Regions from separate parts of the Zea mays genome. Here region 2 is linked to region 1. A link is a contact called in public Hi-C data. All regions are on one chromosome and are shown on one strand. The core of a region is the stretch at or near the end of the contact, and the rest is flanking DNA. Distances in the headings are between cores, read along the strand shown.

What was found. Hi-C and Micro-C count contacts between places; a contact is called where the count stands out from the background.
Region 2: a contact with region 1 is called in a Hi-C map of leaf, with 2.9 times the contacts expected there. The contact joins the promoter of LOC103636228 here to the promoter of LOC100279289 in region 1. A contact is called at or near these places in 2 of 25 Hi-C or Micro-C datasets (leaf and tassel).

What each region holds. Positions count from the first base shown.
Region 1 is chr8:158,565,212-158,568,434 of Zm-B73-REFERENCE-NAM-5.0, forward strand. LOC100279289 reads left to right here and starts at 1,509. Exons shown (of 9, transcript NM_001152310.1): 1 at 1,509-2,119; 2 at 3,216-3,223. The coding sequence starts at 1,550.
Region 2 is chr8:158,725,247-158,728,469 of Zm-B73-REFERENCE-NAM-5.0, forward strand. LOC103636228 (B3 domain-containing protein LFL1) reads left to right here and starts at 1,529. Exons shown (of 7, transcript XM_008658583.3): 1 at 1,529-2,229. The coding sequence starts at 1,783.

The DNA.
Region 1 (3,223 bases), core at 259-2,758:
AGACACGAATCAGCAAAAGACATCGAACAACCAAGGACTCGCAGGAACCAAGGGCGAGCTAGCAGGAAAGAACCTTGCACGTCTTCATTTTGCACCCCTTCTTCCCCTTTGTGACGACCTCGAGCTAGCGGGAGTGGCGACGCGACTTAGGTCGCAGTGGCGGCCAGCGGCACGTCAAAATAAGGATCTGGCTAGGAAGGCCCCTTCTTCCCCGCTACGATGAACTCAAGCGAGTTCGAGGCGGCCGATTGTCGTGGGAGTGGCGACGCGACAGAGGCCACGATGGCAGCCAGCGGCGTGCCAAAGAAGGATTTGGTCGGGAAGGCCCCTTCTTCCCCGTCGCGATGACCTCGAGCGAGCTGGAGGCGGTCAGCTGGCGCGAGAGCGACGAAGCGACAGAGGTCGCAGCAGCGTCCGAAGAAGGATTTGGCTAGAAAGCGAGGCTGGCTATGGGTAGCTTCCTGGTTCCTGCGTTGGCGAAGACGATGAGGAGCACGGGGTGCACGAGGGCGAGGGACAACGCTATTGGAGGGGCGCGGTGGGCAGGAAACGACGGGAAGGAGAGGTAGGCTAGGCCGGAGAGAGGCAGAGAAGGAGAGAAACAAAGAGGTAAATTTTCGCGTCCGCGGGTCAACACGCGTCGGTACGCGAGAGGCGTCGTAGCCCGGGAACACGGAGAAGGCTCCAAACCGGAGTGTCTGTTAAGACTTTAGATTAGAAACACTACTTTAACCCAAATCTTTTATGGTATGGCTAGCTTTTATCTAATACCATGAGTTACAATGTAGTATCCATACAATGTTTTTTAAAACCATGGTAATTTTAGAGTTGGCAAAAACTACAATATTATTATGATAATTACTCTCTCTGTTTCAATTTATAATTTATTTTACTTTTTTTTGCCAAGTTTGACTGACTTCGCCTATTCAAAAATTTTGCGAAAAAACAAAAAAAACAAAGCCATACTTAAAGTATATTATAGAGAAGACAACATTATAGTAAAAAATAGCAATAATTATGATTTTTTTGTTTTAGACGAGCCGGTCAAATTTAAGGTTAATCAAACGAATTACAATTTCGAACGGAGGAAGTACAAAATATAGAATTGTAAATCTTTTTAAGAAATATTGCTGCTAAATAAACCCTCAACAAATGAACTTTTTCCTTCTATTGACCCTGTTTGGCACAGCTTATTTTCAGCTTCTTCATAAATTTAAGCTGAAGTCCTGCCAAACAGGCAGCTTCTGCAGCAGCTTATCAGTTCAGCTGCTTCTCAAAATGAACTAAAAGCAGCCAACAAGCAGAAGCTGCTTTTTACCAGCTTATCAGATAAGCTGCTTTTTCAACAAGCAGCAGCTGTCCCAAATATGGCCATTATTTTAAATCTTGACGGCAATGGGCATCGCTAGGCCTAGGAGGCGGTAGCCCTCCCACCGCCGCGAGCCCGCAAGAATAAACAGAAGAGTAGAGAAAAAACCAAACCAAAACCCGGAGCCCTCCTCGTCTCCCCCGTTCGGCGGCGCGACGGTAGAGAGATTCCGTCGAACACATGGCCGCTCTCGCCTCAGCCGCCCGCTCGAGGCGCCGGCTCCTTCCCTATCTGTACCGCCTCCTCCACTCCGCGTCCACAACCGCTGTCTCCCCGTCGCCCTCCACCAGCCGCTTCCTCCGCCACGCCTCGCCGGTGCCCCGCACCCCTGACCACTCCCCTTACCTTCGGTTCCCCGCCGCGCGCGTCTCTACGCTCCCCTCAGGCCTCCGCGTCGTCACGCAGGCCTACCCGGTCGCCACACGGATTGCCTCCGTCGGCGTCTGGGTCGATGCGGGGAGCCGCTTCGAGCTCCCTGGAACCAACGGAACCGCACACTTCCTGGAGCACATGGCCTTCAAGGGCACACGGCGCCGGCCCAACGCGCAGGTGCTCGAGGTGGAGATCGAGGACATGGGCGCGCGCCTCAACGCGTATACCTCCCGCGAGCAGACCACCTTTTTTGCCGACGTGCAGGCGCGCCACGTTCCGGCGGCACTCGACGTCCTCAGCGACATCCTACAGCACCCGCGATTCCCCGAAAGGGCTATCCAGCGGGAGCGCGGCGTCATCCTCCGTGAGATGGAGGAGGTGAGCTTTTTCCACGAATTTGCTTGCTTGACTACCTTAGAGGCGAACTGTAGTGATCCTCTGTCCCAAATCAAAATTCGTTTTGGGTTTTTAATGGATTCATACTTGATGCATATGTTTTATATATGTGTCTAGTCTAGATTCATCATCATTCATTTGAATATAGACGTAAAAAGCCAGGAGCTAAAACGAATAACGATTTGGCATTTGGGATGGAGGGAGTAAGTAGCAGTATTCTCGCTGTGTTGCTAATTGGACATACCACTGTGATAAGGGTAAAGGTGAAAACTTTAGATGTTGGATTGTTTTTTCAACTAAAAGCGGAGACTCCATTATTTCAATGCACATTTGGTATTGCTTTAGCTGGGACCTTGCTTATTGAAGTTTGTGTGGGACTGTGTAATTGGCAGATCATAATTTAGCGTGGCAACTGGTATCTTTTTTAACTCGTAGTTTGTCCCCGATGCTATCCATCTCATTCTTATTCTACTTGGGAAAGCTGCTTGCTGTGGGATATGGCACATACTCCCTTTTGTCCCTGAATAAATAGATTCCTAGCAAGTTTAGGACAGATTAGTATGACAGAGAGAAGACCACATTGCCCTTTATACACACTGATCTGTGATTATTCTAATAACATATTAATTATAGCATTTTCTACACACATCCAAGTTCCAAAACTTAATACTGCATTGGGAGATTAGAGGGGTTGCAGTAAATGCGAGGTGGCTTCGAGGAAAAAAAAGGCCGGTGGACCATTCAATCTCCTAGAGATTGATTTATTTGTAGACAAATTCTTGAGCTAGGAATATATTTATTCAGGGACCGAGGGAGTATAGACAAATATAGTGCCCTGACCCCCTGACATTTGTTCTTATTTGTAGGGGAGAACATTTTTACTGGCGCTGCATGTGATGATTATGTTTATCAGTACATGCAGCTGTTTAGTGATATCCTGATGATTCATATGCTATGGCTATCAATATCAAAGCAAAACTTGCATTGCTGGTTTTCATTTTTAACATTATTCTTCCATGCTCATCAGTGAAAAAAATTGCTTGATGTGGATGTCTGATATGTTTTTATTGAAAAATAGGTGCAAGG
Region 2 (3,223 bases), core at 279-2,778, 160 kb after region 1:
TTAAAAAAATTGGTAGTGTTTGGTTCCAAAATATGATAGGACGGAGCTCTCAATTTGTTGTTGTTTAAATTGGTTCCATGTAGAATAAAATGACTTTAAAAAAGAAAATTATGCTTAAATACCGAACTATCCGACTACTCAAAATTTCTCGGACAGAGCCGCTGAAGCCGCTCCATGCTTTAGAACCAACACTAACTTAGGTAGCATTTGGTTCCTAAGTATGGTGGAACTGAACTGCTCCGCTCTCAAATTGTTGTTGTTTGGATTGATTCCACATATGATAGAGTGATTCTAAAAACAAAAAAAATATGTTTAAATGTTGAACCATTTGACTTCTTAAAAACGGAGCTTCAATAAACAGAGCCGTCCTATCCAATTGGCTTAGGAAGCAAACGCTACCTTAGTGACTGTCACGAACGAAATCGTTCCCGATACTGTAGTACTCCCTCCAGATTCCAGAAGAGCAGAATACGTGGCGATAAGGAAGCAAACGTATGCTTGCGCTTGCGCTGATGAAACAGTGGATGACTCGTCTTTTGAGACTGCTAGCTATAAATAACCCGAGCAGTCCATGATCCCGGTGTAGAGGAAACGCACGTCGAAACGTACAAATCGATCGATCGTATTTCAGCAGTATGCTTGATATTCGAGTTCTTTTTTATTTTTATTATTATTAGAATGTCGACTCCATCTCCATGAATCTGTACACAGCGTTGTCACTGACGAATCTAGAGGGTTTATCAGGGTCAGCGATTTGTGAATCCTTTAGAGCTAGTTTAGAAACCTTATTTTTTCGAGAGATTTTTATTTTTTAAAAAAATGAACTAATTTTTTAAATGAAAATCTCTTGAAAAAAATAAGGTTTCCAAACTACTTAGATCTAGTTTGGAAACTTTATTTTCTTATTTTAATTTTTTATAAGAAAATAGAAATCTCTTAAAAAAGGGTTTCCAAACTAACCTTTAAGGTGTATTTGTTTATCTTATAGATTATATAAGTTGGATTATTGTGGATGGATAGTAGGGTAAAATATTATTTTATAATCACAAATAAGTTAGTATTGGGTAGTTTATTTCAGCTTATCTGTGTTTCAAAGTGATATTTTACTCTTCTACTTTTACGCCATAATTCAACTTATATAATTTAGAAAGAAACAAACAGGGTCTTAGTAAAACACTGTTAAAATTTTAAAAATATTGTATCCTATAATGAAGCTGCTTCCAATGACTCTAATAATATTATTGTTAGCTAGATTGGCCACTGAACGTTGTATATGGCAGTTAAGTGCAGGTATTCTGAACCGATGCAGTGCTGGCAATGTTGCCAGTGCCGAAGACGACAGAATGCTGGACGTACTTCCTTGTACTTGCACCTCCACAAAGCACTGGCCGCGGTGTTTGAGTCCTTTCAAGACCCGGAAATGGAAGTCCCAAGTTAGCAAGCCGGAGTCGAGGAGCAGGAGAGGCAGAGCTGCTATTTTTGGCGAACCCCAACTTTTAAGCTTCACCGCAGCCTTTACCAGTGAATCGCCACAGAGCGCGCGGTGCCGGGGGCCGGGGCCGGGGCTCGGTGCGGCAGTGAAACCCAGCCATCCGTCCAATCGAACCACCACCAAGTCCCGAGCCCAAGCAGCCAGCAGTGGGCGGCGGGCGACCCCGGGAAACCAGGGCGCAGGCAGCATCCGGGGCTGGGGGCTGAGTTCAAAACAGAAACAGGCGGGCTATTTGTCTCGGCGCCCGCAGGGAATCCCGATGCGCGGAGGCTGAAAGCTGAAGCGCATGCATGCCAGCCCGCGCCTCCCACCCGGCGCTTGCCACCTCGCGCGCGCGCGGTTGGCCGCGCCTGCGCGCCCTCGGCATCGCCCCCGACGGGGGGCGTTGGCGTTGCCTCCCCCACTTTGCACCCATTTCAGAGCCCGCCCGACACTTGTCACCGCGCGCCCCCGCCTCCGCGTCTCCGCCCGCCCGCCCCCATCCGGCTATAAAAGCCTCGCCCTCTCCAACCCTAGCCGCCGCTGCCGCTGCCGCCGCCGCCGCTACCTCCTCCCTTCCTTCCTTCTCCGCTCGTCGTCGTTCTACCGGCATGGCCGGCATTACCAAGCGCCGCACCTCCCCGGCCTCCACCTCCTCTTCGTCCGGCGACGTCTTGCCGCAGCGGGTCACCCGGAAGCGTCGGTCCGCCCGCCGCGGGCCCCGGAGCACCGCCCGTAGGCCGTCGGCGCCTCCACCTGTGAGTGCCTCGGAATTCACGGTCTCCTGCTGTTGCGGTTTATGTGCACCGTGTCCGTGCGCGAGGGCGAGGCGATGGTGGGCCGTCGTGGCGCGTAGGTGCGGTGGGCTGGAGGCCCAGGGGAAGGGCACTGGCCATCCCCCGCGTCCGTTGTCGCCGGATTTTTTAAATTTTCGTGCGGGATCCGTACCATCGCTGTTTGATCAGTGGATCGTTGTTTACAAGCAATCGCTTGCAGGTTTAGTCTGGATTCCACGATCAATTTGCGCGATTTGGTGTACCGGTGTGTGTTTGATCACCATGGTATATCCGTATGTGTGTCATCCATTGGACACGTAAGCTGTAGATGATGGCATTAAATGTAGAGGATGAGGAAAGTGGGTCGCGGAGGGGCATAGTTTTGGTTGCTCATTTGCTGATTTCGTAGTGATGATATGGCATCTCAGCCGATTTTGCAGTTCGTCGATCGTGTGCATCATAAATGGCACAATGTTACAAGTTGTCACCATGACACCATGTATATGGCCTTGTAGTGAAACATTATTAAAAAAAAGAGTGTATGTAACATTATTGGTTGGAGTTGTCAGTGTACATGTGTGCATTTTCATGGGTGTGCTGCAGCCCATAACTGGTAGGAATAGGCTGTACAAGCGTGAATTATTGATCACGGCACTGAAACTAACTTGCCGGGAAATCCAAGTGACCGAACCATACTACCTGTAACATACAAGTAACTGATATGCTATATGCCATGGGCCAGTATTATGCTGGGCTGCACTTGGCCTGGCCACCATCTGGTACTGATGAGTGATGAGGGCTCATAGAGCTTAGTGTTTCTTGGCTCTCAGTGGCCATGGAACCTTTCGTCTCAGCAAAATGCAGTAGGTCTACTGATACAACCTGCTACTTCTCCATGTTTGATATAAACAAATTTGATAGTGTGAGGTCTCTTTCATAAAGAAGATTGGAGTTTTCTGCTGCGTTATTGGAAGGA